2 separate regions of the Mus musculus genome follow, and region 1 is linked to region 2. Evidence: chromatin contacts called from public capture Hi-C data. All regions are on one chromosome and are shown on one strand. The core of a region is the stretch at or near the end of the contact, and the rest is flanking DNA. Distances in the headings are between cores, read along the strand shown. Region 1 overlaps Fhit (fragile histidine triad gene). Region 2 overlaps Fhit (fragile histidine triad gene).

The links. Capture Hi-C pulls out chosen DNA fragments and counts their contacts.
Region 1: a contact with region 2 is called in a capture Hi-C map of bone marrow-derived macrophages, with 6 times the contacts expected there. The contact joins two enhancer-like sites. A contact is called at or near these places in 2 of 484 Hi-C or Micro-C datasets (bone marrow-derived macrophages and macrophages), 1 of 115 datasets of contacts at active chromatin or transcription factors (bone marrow-derived macrophages) and 1 of 9 other capture datasets (bone marrow-derived macrophages).

The regions. Positions count from the first base shown.
Region 1 is chr14:10,424,805-10,431,702 of GRCm38.p6, reverse strand. All of the region lies in intron 1 of Fhit (fragile histidine triad gene), which reads left to right. Among named protein-coding and RNA genes, the nearest start is that of Fhit, 25 kb to the left of the region's middle. Within about 2 kb of position 1,577, at least 78 of the 459 cell types and tissues checked have an H3K27ac peak or open chromatin away from gene starts, as enhancers often do. A contact at or near this core is called in bone marrow-derived macrophages and macrophages, where this site is marked.
Region 2 is chr14:10,131,329-10,138,361 of GRCm38.p6, reverse strand. The region is part of intron 2 of Fhit (fragile histidine triad gene); the gene reads left to right. Among named protein-coding and RNA genes, the nearest start is that of Fhit, 320 kb to the left of the region's middle. Within about 2 kb of position 4,296, at least 13 of the 459 cell types and tissues checked have an H3K27ac peak or open chromatin away from gene starts, as enhancers often do. A contact at or near this core is called in bone marrow-derived macrophages and macrophages, where this site is marked.

The sequences.
Region 1 (6,898 bases), core at 328-2,827, 300 kb before region 2:
GCAGGCTAGAGCTGGAATGGCTAACCTGCTTGCAGAAACATAGCATCTTTGCATTGGCCTTGGAGAAATTTTTTGCTGTATGGACTAGGGAGGTATTAACTATGAAGTGGGACCCAGCGGCTTCTTGGTAGTCAGTGGTATAGAATTTCTCATCTTTATGGGTTTGGTCGTGTGGTTACTGGAAGTCCTGAGGTTCCAAGTATGGGTCATGGATTTTGGAGGATCTAAATAAAAATTAAAAAGTCAGTTCATAGTAGTCTGTGCTTGAAGAGGCAATGTGGAATTAATAGACATAGGCTTATATTCTGAATCCTCTGTTGAATTTCTTAGGATGAGTATTGCTCATGCCTTCAATACTAAGGGATGCCCCCAAAGTGAGTTATCTATAATTTAACTTCTTAAATTAGGGTCTCAAGTTTATAGAATCCTTAAATCTTACACTTTATAAAGATCCATGAGACCACTGAAGTTCAGTGCTCATTTGAGTAGGCCACTTGCATTCTGGACATGCTCAGTGTCTCTAAAGTGCGACTGCTGGATCTAAGTGATCTCACAAGCCCCTTTCCACCCAGAAATTCTAGAGTTAGCTATTCTTTCTTGGAACAAGATTTGAAGCATTTGGCAGTTTAGTGAGACATTAGCATAACATTTAAAAGCAAACCAGGGATAAACCTGGCCGACCATGGAATGATCTGTCACTGTTCGATCTGGCCATTGAACCTTATTCTATGAACCCTATAGCTCAACTATTCCTATCAGCAACAAAACCAAGCAGCTGTGCTGAGTCACAGACTTATTCATATAAGGCACAGAAATCTCTGTGCTAGTTCCTTTCTATTTGGTTAACTTTGAAGAGGAAGTTCTTAAACTCATGTCCTCTTCCTAGCTTCCAAGAGTGACGAGGAGCTAGGGTGTTAGCAGATGGACAGAGGACACATGTAGGTCATAGGAGGGAGGTAGAGAGATGATACTTTTCATGAATGGAAATTTGGGAGATGTAGGAAATTCCAGAACCTTACAGTTTTGGTTAAAAGCAAAAGCAGTTACTGCCACAGAATATCAAGAAGAAGAAAGAAAGCTTACATATATAAGAGCGTGGTTTTGGTTATCATACCTACTTCCTCTTTTCTTTATAACAGGAGGGAACACCAAGTTCTTTACTGACTGACATCTATTAATAAATATAATTCAGGAGCATGACCCTTTGAGTGAGTCCCATAACTAAGTCCTTGATTTTCTGAATTCCAGAAATCATTATCTCCATGTTGGCTAAGAAATAGGTTTTTCTGGATATGATTTTCATTTGGAATTTTAACAGAGTACATCTAACGTTCATGTTTGGTAGAAATGATTCAGCAGTTTTACTTTGGGCTAAAATAAAATTGCTTTTGCCATGTTCATATGAGAGTAAAATATTTAATATTTATCTCCTTCTTGCAGACAATTTCAGATCCTGGATGCCTGCATCTTCCCATCACACTGCTGATTCTTACTGTGGAACCAGAGTAGACCACATACATACTTGTTTTCTCTTTACAGTCTCTGGAATAGTTCTCTTTTTCAGTGAAATTAAAATTTGGGGAAATAAGTCTATTAGCTATGCAATTTGTACAATTACCAGAGAGACAGTATTAGACCACTGTAGAGGAAGAAAGGAAGTTGAAAATTATTACTATTTTGGCTGCCTATGCCATGTACTAGACAATGATGAATGCTTAATGTATGTCAGCGTCTCTCGGTTTTAGATGTGATCCGAAGGTGAGAAGTTCATGCCATTGCAGAGGGTCAGAGAGGGGATGGCACAGCTAAATCAGGTAGAGAATTCTTAACTCTGGCTCCATTTCTTCCTCCAGAAAGAGAGTGCTTAGAGTTATGTCTATCATCAAAGGAGAAGAAGAATTAGTGAAGAGATCAGAGGGCATCCGTGTTATAAATTGTTTGCAGACTAGACGAATGTAAAAATATGTAATAGAACTATATGAGTTTATTGGCAAGAGTGGAATGTTAGAAGGAAGGAAATTCACGGCAGGGTAGCCAGGATACAGGGGAAACACTGGATATAAGTAAGCCTTAAGAGCTGAGTGAATGAATGAATGAATAACCAGTGCATCTCAGTTTTCTCATCTCAAAGAACATCAGGATGAAACAGATATGAGGAAACTCAGATGGACCATTGAGAAAAACAGAATGAATAGAACTATCAGAATCTTTGAAAAGCTGAAGTGTTACCATGTGCCAAAGAGTATCTGAAGATAAACCAAACATCTAAAGAATGTGATGGAAACCAACGACCTCACACACACTTTATGAGATATAAAACTATCAGAAATGGTAGTTCAGTCACGCCTACCCACTGAAAGGATCTTCAGCATATGTCCTTACTTAGAAGACTCTGTAGATATGATTGCTTCATGATGCAAGTTAGGCTGGACCCTAAATATACCACCTTCTCTCATTAATGCTGTTAATAGTGTGTGTGCAGATACATGGACATGTGTGTGCACTTGTGTGTAGAAGCAAGGGGTCTTTCTGAGGTATTGTCCTCAGGAGTTATCCATCTTGTGTTCTGAGAAAGAGTCTCACTGAAAGCTTTAGGCAACAAGAAGTTTGCCAACTGAGATATCTCCTTTGTATTGCTCTCAGTTTGTATTAGTATAAGATGTGAAGACATACATAAAAGGCCTCATCAAGATGGAGTATCTGGGGAGACTGAGTCTGGAGTGATGAAATTTCCATGCCAGGGAGCATGGGGGGTTGTTGTAAGCCAACAGACACTAGGAAGAGACAGAAATCCTGTTTTAGAGACTTGAGAAGAGGATAGCCTTTGGCTTTGGGATAATTTATATGGTAATGGAAGGATATTAATATATAGTCTTATGCTTAGGCCCTTATGCAGACCTTATTTTGAGATTTGAAACCAGAACATCCTGTGTTAAAAAGTAATCTGCATGCCAGCCAATTATCTTCTACAGTTGTGTGAGGATACAATGAAGCCAAGGTCAGAAGTTTTGAAACAGTCAAACTTAGAGTTTAGACTGTTATTACAGACTGCTTATTTAAGTGAAAGGGTTAACTAAATATATTATTATGAATAGAATTTCACAGCATATACATGTAGACCCTTTCTAAAATTAATTTTAGAAACTAGAGTATAACAAAAATAAATAAGGAAATCTAGGAGGAAGATTACAAAATGATAAGTAGAGAATTTAGATTCTTTTAATCAATTAGTAATGACAACTTTTGATTCTAGGGAATCCATATTCAGGAAACTTCTCCACTAAGCAGATTTTTAAAGACCTGTGATGGTTTGTATTGCTTGGCCTAGAGAGTGGCACTTTAAGAAGGCGTAGCTTTGTTAGAGTAGGTGTGTTGCTGTGGGCATGGGCTTTAATACTTTAGTCCTAGCTGCCTGGAAGCCAGTCTTCTAGCAGCCTTCAGAAGAAGATGTAGAACTCTTATCTCCTCCTGCACCATGCCTTCCTGGATGCTGCCATGCTCCAACCTTGATGGTAATAGACTGAACCTCTGAACCTATAAGCCAGCCCTAATTAAATGTTGCTCTTATAAAAATTGTCCTGGGTATGGTGTCTGCTCACAGCAGTAAAACTCTAACCAAGTCAAGACAGTGTAAGGTACATGGGTGTTCCATTAGAGGGATAACTGAATTTTGAAGAAAATTGTGCACCAATAACCAGAGGAGGCTCAGGTTAAAGAGGCAGCGATATTGGAAGCCATTGCTTCACAGTATGAGGAAGAGGGTGTTTCACCCGTGAACATGCAGTATATTGATAAGATGGAAAATTGAGCAGTGACATTGAAAAAATAATGCAATTATTTGAAATTATAGGCCATGTCATTTGAACATGTCCAAAATTCAAACATGAGAAAGGTAGAGTGTAGTATCTGAAAGACAACAGCAGGAGTAAGGGTGAGCTAAGGGTATTGTAGAGAAAGCTCAATAGAGTACGTGATGAGGACCTGAGTGCAATTCACAGAATCCATGGACAGGTTGGATACACCTTATTATCCCAGTGATGAGGAGTAGAGATAACACATCCTGCAGGTTCACTCATCTCCCAGCCTCACCTAATCAGAAAGGCAGAGATCTTACCTTAATTGAGATAGGCATGAGGGAAGAAAAAAAGAGAGCCAAACCTAATGACAACATTGGATAATGACACCAAATGTAAAGAGTGAGTGGCAGAACCATAGGGGTTAAATTTACCAGGCATCTTGGCTAAGGGAGAGAAAACAAGATGCTAGCTGGGGTGCATGATTTCTTTATCTTACAAGCATCTAAAAAGGGTCCAGGCTGAAGATGGGATGATGAAAAAAAAGTCCATTTTTGTGAAATATGAGCAAAGCAATAAATAGTGAGATAAGTCAGAATGTAGATGCATGAGTATATAACATTGTGATGTACAAAACTGGAAGTTATGGCTTTTGCCATTGATTTGACAACTATAGTTAGAGATTTAGCTCAGTTCTACTAGGAACTAATGAAGCAGAGATGAAAAGCAGAGGCAAAGATTTGGACAACAATGAATTCAAGATTGAATTCTATAATGTTGATATATTGAATATATTATAGATTAAAACATATATTGAAATACAAACACGCACATACAGCTGAATGAGAACAGAATGCATTTTGTTTTACAGTGTTTGAGTTAGGGATATGGTTCCTCTGTATTGTTTCAGGAAGAAACCTCAAATGCAAAAACTGGCACAAAGGTTTTCTTCTCCATGGCTTGGTAAATTAGACCTATTAACAGGCAGATAGCAGAAACATCCGAAGTGTTTAGAAACTAAAAGGCACACTATGAAATAACCCTCAAGTTAAATAGAAGTCATGACAAGGACCAAGGTTTCTGGGAACTGAGAAATAACAAAAACCCTAGAAAAGATACAGCTAATGGGCATCTTTGATAGCAACATGTAGCTGAAGCTACTGAAGAGAACCAGCATACAATCTGTGTTTGCCTCCACTAAGTTAACTTGAAGAAAGAGGAGAGATGAAGAACTTTTAAGCAAGAAACAAAACTATAGAAAATGAATAATGGGGCCAAATTAATAAAACCTGAAGAACCTTTGTTGATTCTTTAAAAAAAAATAAGTTACAGATAAACCTTGAATGATGGGTTAAAAAATATTCACAGTTTGATAAAATCCAAAACAGTGATTATTAATCATATTCTTAACCCATTATATTATTACTTTATGAGTAAAATTAAAATTGGTACAATTTTATGGTAGAAATTAGTACAAGAAAAAAGTCACTTAGGTAAGCAGAGACTTTCAATCGTTATGGTGATTGTCAAACTTGCTCCTGCAGTAGGAAAGGGCACAGCTTGACAGAGCTCTGCTGACCTCTAAAGCACTGGTTCTGAACCTTCCAATAACACTGCAGCCCCTTAATAACGCCCGTCATGTCATAGTGACCCCCAACCATAAATTATTTCATTGATACTATAAAAGTGAAATGTTGTTAATATTATGAATCATAATGCAAATATCTATATGCTATGACACCTATAAAAGGGCCATGGCCCACAGGTCGAAACCCACTGCTAAAGGAACAGAAAGCAGGTGTACATTTTCTTTTAAAACAAGTAAACCAAGCCAGTACATTTAAATAGATGTTGACAATGACTAACTGTTAAGTTTAGTTTAAAAACTTTTGGCCGACTTCACCTACAACACCCAAAAAGCCAATATGATCGTGAACAAAAGAACAAGATACTCCAAGTGGCTAGGAAGAGTTAAATATATTCAGCAATCTGCTAATGAAGTATATCACATTGATGGCAAAGAATACAAAATTGTATTACACATATAAATATATGTAGTAGAATTTTGTTTATTTAAAATAGTACTAATTTATGGGAAATTTAGATTTTATTCATCCTAGCTCAGTATACAAGTTTCTTCTTTTTAAATTAAAACTTATCAAGGATATTATTCTTTTTTCTTTTTTATTACATATTTTCCTCAATTACATTTCCAATGCTATCCCAAAGGTCCCCCATACCCTCCCCCACACTTCCCTACCCACCCATTCCCATTTTTTTTGGCCCTGGCATTCCCCTGTTCTGGGGCATATAAAGTTTGCATGTCCAATGGGCCTCTCTTTCCAGTGATGGCTGACTAGGCCATCTTTTGATACATATGCAGCTAGAGACACAAGCTTTGGGATACTGGTTAGTTCATAATGTTGAAGGATATTATTCTTAATAGCAAAAGAAAAAATTATGCTAGTTCATTGTAATTTTAAGAAGAGGAAAAAGATTCTTTTGTTGCATCTACTTTTGAATACATTGCCAGAGACCTCTCAAGGAAAAAAAAAATATTTGAGTTAAAGTGAGAGCAATCACATTACTTCTAAATGAATCTTATGTGGAAAACCAAAGAAGCTCTGTGAGGGCCATCAGCAGCCATGTAGGAGTTCCCAGTACTTCATAATTTAAGCAAAACGTCACATGGAGCATACAACTAAGTGTTAAGAATGAAGATAAACAGCTCATAGAAGAAAATTCTAAAATTCACATTTGTGACCTTATGATGGAGAAATATTTGTTAAATAAGAATCATAGAGGAAAATATCAAAAGAAAATTAATGATTTTAATTATAACAAAATTAGTAGATTTTATTCCTTAGGGCAACAACAGAAAAATTAACAGATGGTAAAAGTGTAATTATCATACTGAATATTTAGACCATTTTGTGGACTCTGGAAAATCAGGGAATAGAAGAAGGGTAACTTTAAAAATGAGAATGAAGTATCAGTGATAAGTGAGTTGAGAGATACCATTCTTATTTATTTTTTAAATTTTACCCATGAGTACTGTATATGCATAATCTCTATTTCTCTCTTTCCCACTCTAAATGTCTCTC
Region 2 (7,033 bases), core at 3,047-5,546:
TCTATCTTGTGTCCAGGGAAATCTGAAGTAGATCCAAAGCCTTGCCTAGACAGTCTTCTACCATGAAGCTTTATCCTTTTAACTTTGTTTTAGTTTGAATTTCAAAGCTTCAATGAAGATTCTATAGCTTTCCTTAGGACCAGTTATAACTGCAGCATTCAGCCCCTCTCCTATGTCCTGGCAGTATTAACAAACAATTGGAATAGTACCTGCAGCTATTGAGTTTACTGTCTGATGGGTGATGGGAAGGCTCTCTCCTCTCACTCTTTCCTGTTTCCTGTGCCTCCATTTTCAGCATCATTTCCCTGAGGCAGTAATTCCCTCTGGGTTCCTACATCTGTGACCTCAATGGTCACTCTTAAATGATAGTTTAAAAAAAAAAAAAAAAACCAACACCTTTCACAACTTTTTCTCCAATGATGTATAGCTCAGGACATAAAATCCTAAAATACAATTCTCCAATGTTTTAGAAAGTAGCAAAAGAAAGAGGTTTCAGACTCAGACACCCTGTACCTAAAGGAGGGCATTGGATCTTTATTCAGAGGTACCATCGTGGTACTTCAGGGCAGGGTCCAAAGACACATTCCCCAGGTCCTTCCAGGTACATTAGGTCATACTCTATCTCCATTACACTACCTTTCTCTTCTGAGCCAAATGTTCAAGCATGTACAGGTTTCCCTGTTCTGTCCACACTCCATTTCTTTATAAAGGAGCCTGTACTTCCTAAAATGCATGTAAAATTGTGGCTGCTTTTCTCTTGTTATCCTGTTTCCTATTACAGGGACTTTAGCCTCGAGGATGCCTATGGTTAAGAAGAGTTTTGCTGTTTCTCCCACACCACTGCTGGCATTTAGCATCTCACAGTATGGTCTTGAGAAGCATCATATAAATCATGGGGCACTCATGGCACGCTTTTCAGGATGCTGTATGTCACTGAACAATGATGAAGGACTTATTCGGCCTTTGTAGTAGGCTAGACACTCAGTATAGAACATATTAAAGAAAAGGGTCAGTGTGAAAAGGTTTAGGCATGCAAAAGGAATATTGGTGTCATGGAAAGATATAGGGAAAAGTTCTTTTGTTAACATATTTTTATTGACTCTTTGAGAATTTCACATGTGCCCCAAACCTTCTCATTTCCAAGTCTACCCTTACCCCTTCAAAAGAAAGTAAAAAGATGAAAAAGTTAACATAAAACATACAAACCTTTCCCTGAGAAAGTCCTATCAACCTTTATCAACTGCAGCCTTCTTCTCTCACACCCGACCCAGCTTCCATGTCCAGTTCTGCTGTGAGTGAAGCACTCTGCTCCTCTGTTTTTCCTACCTCTTGGTCACGTAGTCATTAGTTGTAGAGGCACTGGCAGTTGTGATGTCTCACATACCCTTTTGCCCAAACATCTTTACTTGCAAATGTTCATTTCAAAGAGTCATTTCTCATCTCTGATATCTCTGGCTTTTCTTACATCAGTACTGGATCCTCATACATGTGCTTGTGCATCCTGCTGTTGCCCTGAGTCCTGGAGATCCCATGGCTTTGGTTCTGCTGGGCCAGCACCTTTGCAAGCTCCAGCAGCTCATAGATGGGGTAGATGTTGGGTTGGGCCAGCTCAAAGCCATGGATCTGTACCTTGGTGGTCTCTGAGTTGGTCAGCTTGAAAGCTCTCCTGTATCCATGTCATTGAGGTCAGCTCTTGGCCCAGACAAGGGGCAGGGCCAATACTAGGGGAGACATCTTAGCCACCCCTGCATTCAGATTTCAAATTGTTCTGGGAAATTATAGTGCACAGTCACATAGCAACCTCTCCCAACCACAAGTTAGATAAGTCACCTTTCTCAAAAGTTCACTTAGTTATAATATTTATAGTAGATTTTTCACAAAGGCCCATGCTAATATATTGTGTGTACATAAAATCCTGAGATATTTTTAAGATAACACACAAGGCCTCAGGATATTTACAGCTTGTCACACTCCACCTTCCCTCTTCCTTTCTCCATTGCTTTCTTTCTCCTTCACAGAATAGATGTTAATTCTCTTTGCCTATGTTCTTTCCATGGAGAAGTTTGAGAACTATGAACTTAAAATGCATCAAAGCTTAAAGAGCAATCACATCCTTAAATAAGGTCAGAACAGAACAGAAGGTGAAGGAGGCAAGGATAGAAAAAATATAGTTAATGGATGGCAGAGCACCTCCATTAGAGATGCGTTTCTGAGGGTTTATAGTACAGTAGTGAACTGTAATGTACAACCATTAGTTATGCATCTCCCCGTAATAGGATCAGTAGAGCTTGAAGGTTGCAAACACATGAGAATGATATTATTTTGATCAATAGAAGTAGCAATTGCCTGATGTCATCTGTATACATTAGTTAATGATAACATTACATCTCATAAACTTGTTTAGATATTGTACATCAATTGAAAATAAAAATTAAAGGAAGAAGCTGGAGAGCAGGGTGTATAACTTCTTGGACTTGGTGGGAAGCCTAGTGGCCCTACATTTAGCTTTGCTTTAGATTGGGATTTTGTAAACTAAGAATATAAACTACAAAGGATTCAGGAAGGAATTGGTTTTATCTTTGTCACCCAACAAATGAGTGGCCTGGCACCCCAGTGTGGGAGAACCACTGGAGGTTGTCAAGTGAGACCATCAGGTAAGAACCCAGCTTGGCCTAAACAAGTGTCAAAAGCATATAGCCCCTGCAGGGGGCACTCTTTCAGTCTTGGTGCTGATTGTCACTTGAGTACTTGTACTTTAGAGTAACACTCTAAAACTCAGTTAGTTTACCAATCTAGAAAGGAGAAAAGAGTTTTTATGCATTTCTTAGTAATGTTATAAAGATTAAACTGAGCTACACATCCAGTGTTCTGAGATGTGTCTGACACTAAATTAATTTAAGAAAGTCATAAACAAGGTCCTTTTTGTTTGCTTCTTGGAGGTAAGGGGCAGTTGCAGTTAAGTACACATATGTGCAAGTGTGTGGAGGATGGAGGACAACCTTTGGGTCATTCCTTGGGTGCCAGCTACCTTTTGTTTGAAACAACATCACTGGCCTGAAACATGGGTGTTATCCTGGGATACCTGGTCATCAGTTTGTAGGGATCACCTGTCCCTTCCTCTCCAGTGTGGGGTTCAAGCACATTGCTAATTGCCCAGCTTAGTTTCATGTGGGCTTTGGAGAGTCCACTCAAGTCTCAGGCTTGCAAACCAAGACCTTTGCAAAATGAGCTCTCTCCGCAGCCCTACTGTTTTCCTAACAGGTTTTGTATGTTTCTGAGATGCAGCATGATGTCTGTCATCAGGCAGAAGGCGGAGAAGGTGTTTTAATGGAACAAACTAATGTGACAGAAGGTACTGAATCACAGATTCAATTACTTATTGATTTTCATTTTAGAAATTAACAGTGGGACTTTCTAAAAAGTAAAAACAGTATCCAGGGTCCCCAGGTCTTTTTTTGTAAAGATGAGCATGTAACCTCTAAACAGAGTAAAAAGATCCCAGCAACTATTGGTGTTCAACATTCTGAGGAAAGCCACATCCTAGGTAGAAGGATGATCAAGGAAGAAATCAGGAAGGTGAAATCTGTTGTCTAGATTAGGAGAATTATAGCTCAGGATGGGTAAGACAGGATGCAGTCGGTTCTAACTAAGATTGAAATGCTACGTGAAGGTTCTAGAATATTCGAATAACAATCAGAGGCTTTAGAACAAAGACTAATTAGAAGATACACATGTGAAATAATAATTTTCAGTAGTAGGTAAAGTCATGACTCATGGAGATGTACAAGCCAACCTTTGTTAAAATTGTTTAATTCTGAAGGAGATGGTAGAGGTTATAACTAGTCTGAGAAAATTCAAACTACAAACTTGTTTATAGGCTAGAAATAAAGTTACTTTGAAATCATGTGAAAGTAAACCAGCTTTTCTACAGCTGGATGGGAGGAACCTAACCAAGCTTCACAGTAACAAGAAGTAATTTGTGTGCCTAAGATTCCTCATGCCTATCAGTTACCTATAATTATAGAATAACAAAGTGCCTTAAAGACAATGCTTTGTGTGTGTGTGTGTGTGTGTGTGTGTGTGTGTGTGTGCGCGCGCGCAGCTAGACAAGAGTTATATTTTAGTGTATTCTCAAGAAGGTGGATGCTTGAATGGAAGGGTAAAAGTAGAGAACAATTAGCGAATCATTGATAGCTTCACCAGTCAGTGGGGCAATGTCGAAAGGGGTGTGGCTAGGGCAATGTTAGCACTGACCAAGGCAGTTACTGCAACCAGACAGAATGATTAAAGTGATCGGTTGGAGGAAGTAGAAATTGAAAAAGGAACTGGGTCAGGAATAACATGCTTCATAGTTGCCGGCCCCGGGCCTTTCTATTTTGTGTCAACGAGACTGTTGCTTTTCTCCACAGTGTGCTCATCTACCAAAGCAGCATAACAATAAAACCTCTCTCTCTTCAGTGTCAGGGGAGCAAAACAAGGTGATACATGATCTTGGTCAGTGTGGATGTCTTAAGACAGAATGCCCTAAGTTAAGTAACTTAAAAAAAACAGAATTTATGATCGAGTTCTAAAAGGCTGCAGGGCCTTCAGAGGAAGGTTTGAGAAAGAAAAGGTACATTTGCTGTGGCCGGAGGCACCCAGAGAGCTTCGTGTTGATAGTATCAAAACCACGGGGTACAAGATACCTGATGCTTCCTCAAAATTAAAGCAAAAGAAAGCTTTAAAACAAAACAAAACAACCAAACCAAAACAAACCCCCACCTGCTCTGAGAATTTGCTGATTCACTTATTAATGGCTGACTTGGCTGAGGCTTCAGATGGGCAATTAGGAGAGCTCTTAGGAAAAATCTGAGTCAAGAAGGCTGTGAAAGGGACATGCATTGGGAAACTCAGAGCGTTAGATTGTCCCACACAGGTGGCAGGGGTGGGTCATTTCTTCAGATCCAGGCAGACTTTCTGTCAGAAGTCACGAGGCCATGTGTTAGAGGACAACTCCGTTAATAAGGTAATGTGTTTTTATTCCAAGGGTCAACCTATCTCACAGACAGTATCTGAGATAAGCCAGGCCTTTAAGGTGAGCATCTCGTATAGACCCATGTCATTTGTCAACCAGTGTGTAATGGTCACCTACAGACCACAGGTTGAGTTCCTAGCTCCCCATATATTTTGTTAAATATGATTTCACAAACAAAATTTCAATTGGAGATTAACTTTGAAAATTAGGCTGTTCTGGCTGTCTGGATTCTGCACAGAGTGCCTGGAAGCAGCCAGTGAGAGGCTAAGTTCTCCACCTCTAGTCTGTGACTGCTCTTTCTGCCTATCAGAGCTTCTTGCCATGCCAGGTATCCTGGGTAGAAGTTCACTTTACCCACACAAAATCCCTGCCACACCCTGTGTCCATCTGCCTGCCAAGCACCACTCTAACCCACAGGGCCTATCTAATCATGGAGTTATCTCTGTGCTCTGATGCTTCTGTCCTGGAATACCCTCTCATGTATCCCCACATCTCCTAATACTCATCTAGGTGAGCTGGAGTTGTCTACACTTTGGCAAGAACTAAAACCAAATGCATCCTATCTTTTAAATGCATTCACATTATGGAAAAGTTAGACAGGAGAAGAAATCTCAGGACCCTTTGTTCTTAACCTAAAAATCACAAGAAAATGTTATTATAATTCTGCCATCTGTTCAAGTTTTTAAAGCCATTTTGGTAAACTTAAAGCTAATGCAAAATACATGCCTTAGCACTAATTAACTGAAAATATCTGTTTCATTCTTCTTAGATAATCAAAAAAGATGTCAAGGACAGGATTTCTTAAGGAAAATCTAATTTGTGGCACTGAGGCCTTTAAACCACCCTTGTTATATGCTCATGAGTACAGCCCTAAGAATAACAAGAAGTCACATCAAATATCTCATCAGCAAAATCCACACAATACAGGCTTTCGACATTTACAACTGTAATTTAGATTCCTATTTCCACTTAAAGATTACTCTGTTTTCTGGCAGATAGAAGGTTTTTGTATTGATTCTTGAGGGGAGAGGAGTAGATTGGAATGGAGGGCTGTGGTACATGGGAAGTATCCATAAGGCCAATATTGATTTCACGTCGGAGTCCAAATACCACATGACTCCTCTTGAAGCCTAACTAATTGAAATTGATACCATTTGAGTATGTTCATATTACATATCACTGGGAATGGCTTTTCAGACTCATTCTGTCATATTCTGTTACAACAATGGCACAAATCTGCTCTCAATGGTTTGTTTGTTTGCTTGGTTTTCTAACCCAATACTCCTGGCATTTAGACTTAGGCCAAGTATTCTTTTGAAAACATTTCCCTCCCCGTTCCTGTGTGTTATCAATATAACATGTTAGCTTAGAAGGACATCATTTTGCTTAGAAGGCCACTTAAAATCTGCATTATTTCTTCATTGTCTGCTACATAAAACATCAAGTCTTGAGGATCTTTGCCTCCCTACTTTCTAGTTACATATTCTAGTATCCAGTGCATTATGAGCTCTCTGCATTATGGAAATTTTATTTTATTTTTTTCCTTTAAGACTCTGAATATGCTTCTCACAGGTGTGAGTTGTCACTGTGTGGGGCTCAAATCCTCTTTTCTGGAATGGATTAGACATCCTGCCAAGACAAGGGTGGCAAATAATTAATGATAACAGGCATGTGTGTATGTGTGTGTGTGTATGTGTGTGTATGTGTGTACTCACATGTGCGCATTTGTGCATGGGTGGGTTAGTGTATGTGTGTATACGTGTGTGTGTGTGTGTGTGTGTGTGTGTGTGTGTGTGTGTATGTATGTATGTATATTTATGAGTTGTGGTATGTGTGTTGTGCTGCACAGGAAAAATAGATGTAGCAATTGTGCAACACTGGTTGAAGGTATGCATGCTTTTCCTGTTCCATCTTATAACTTACTGTGATCTCAAACTTTAAGAAAATAAATAAATTAGAAAATAAAGAAGTATTGGAGACCAGAGTCATCCCAAGGGAACTTTGAACAGTGTGTGGATC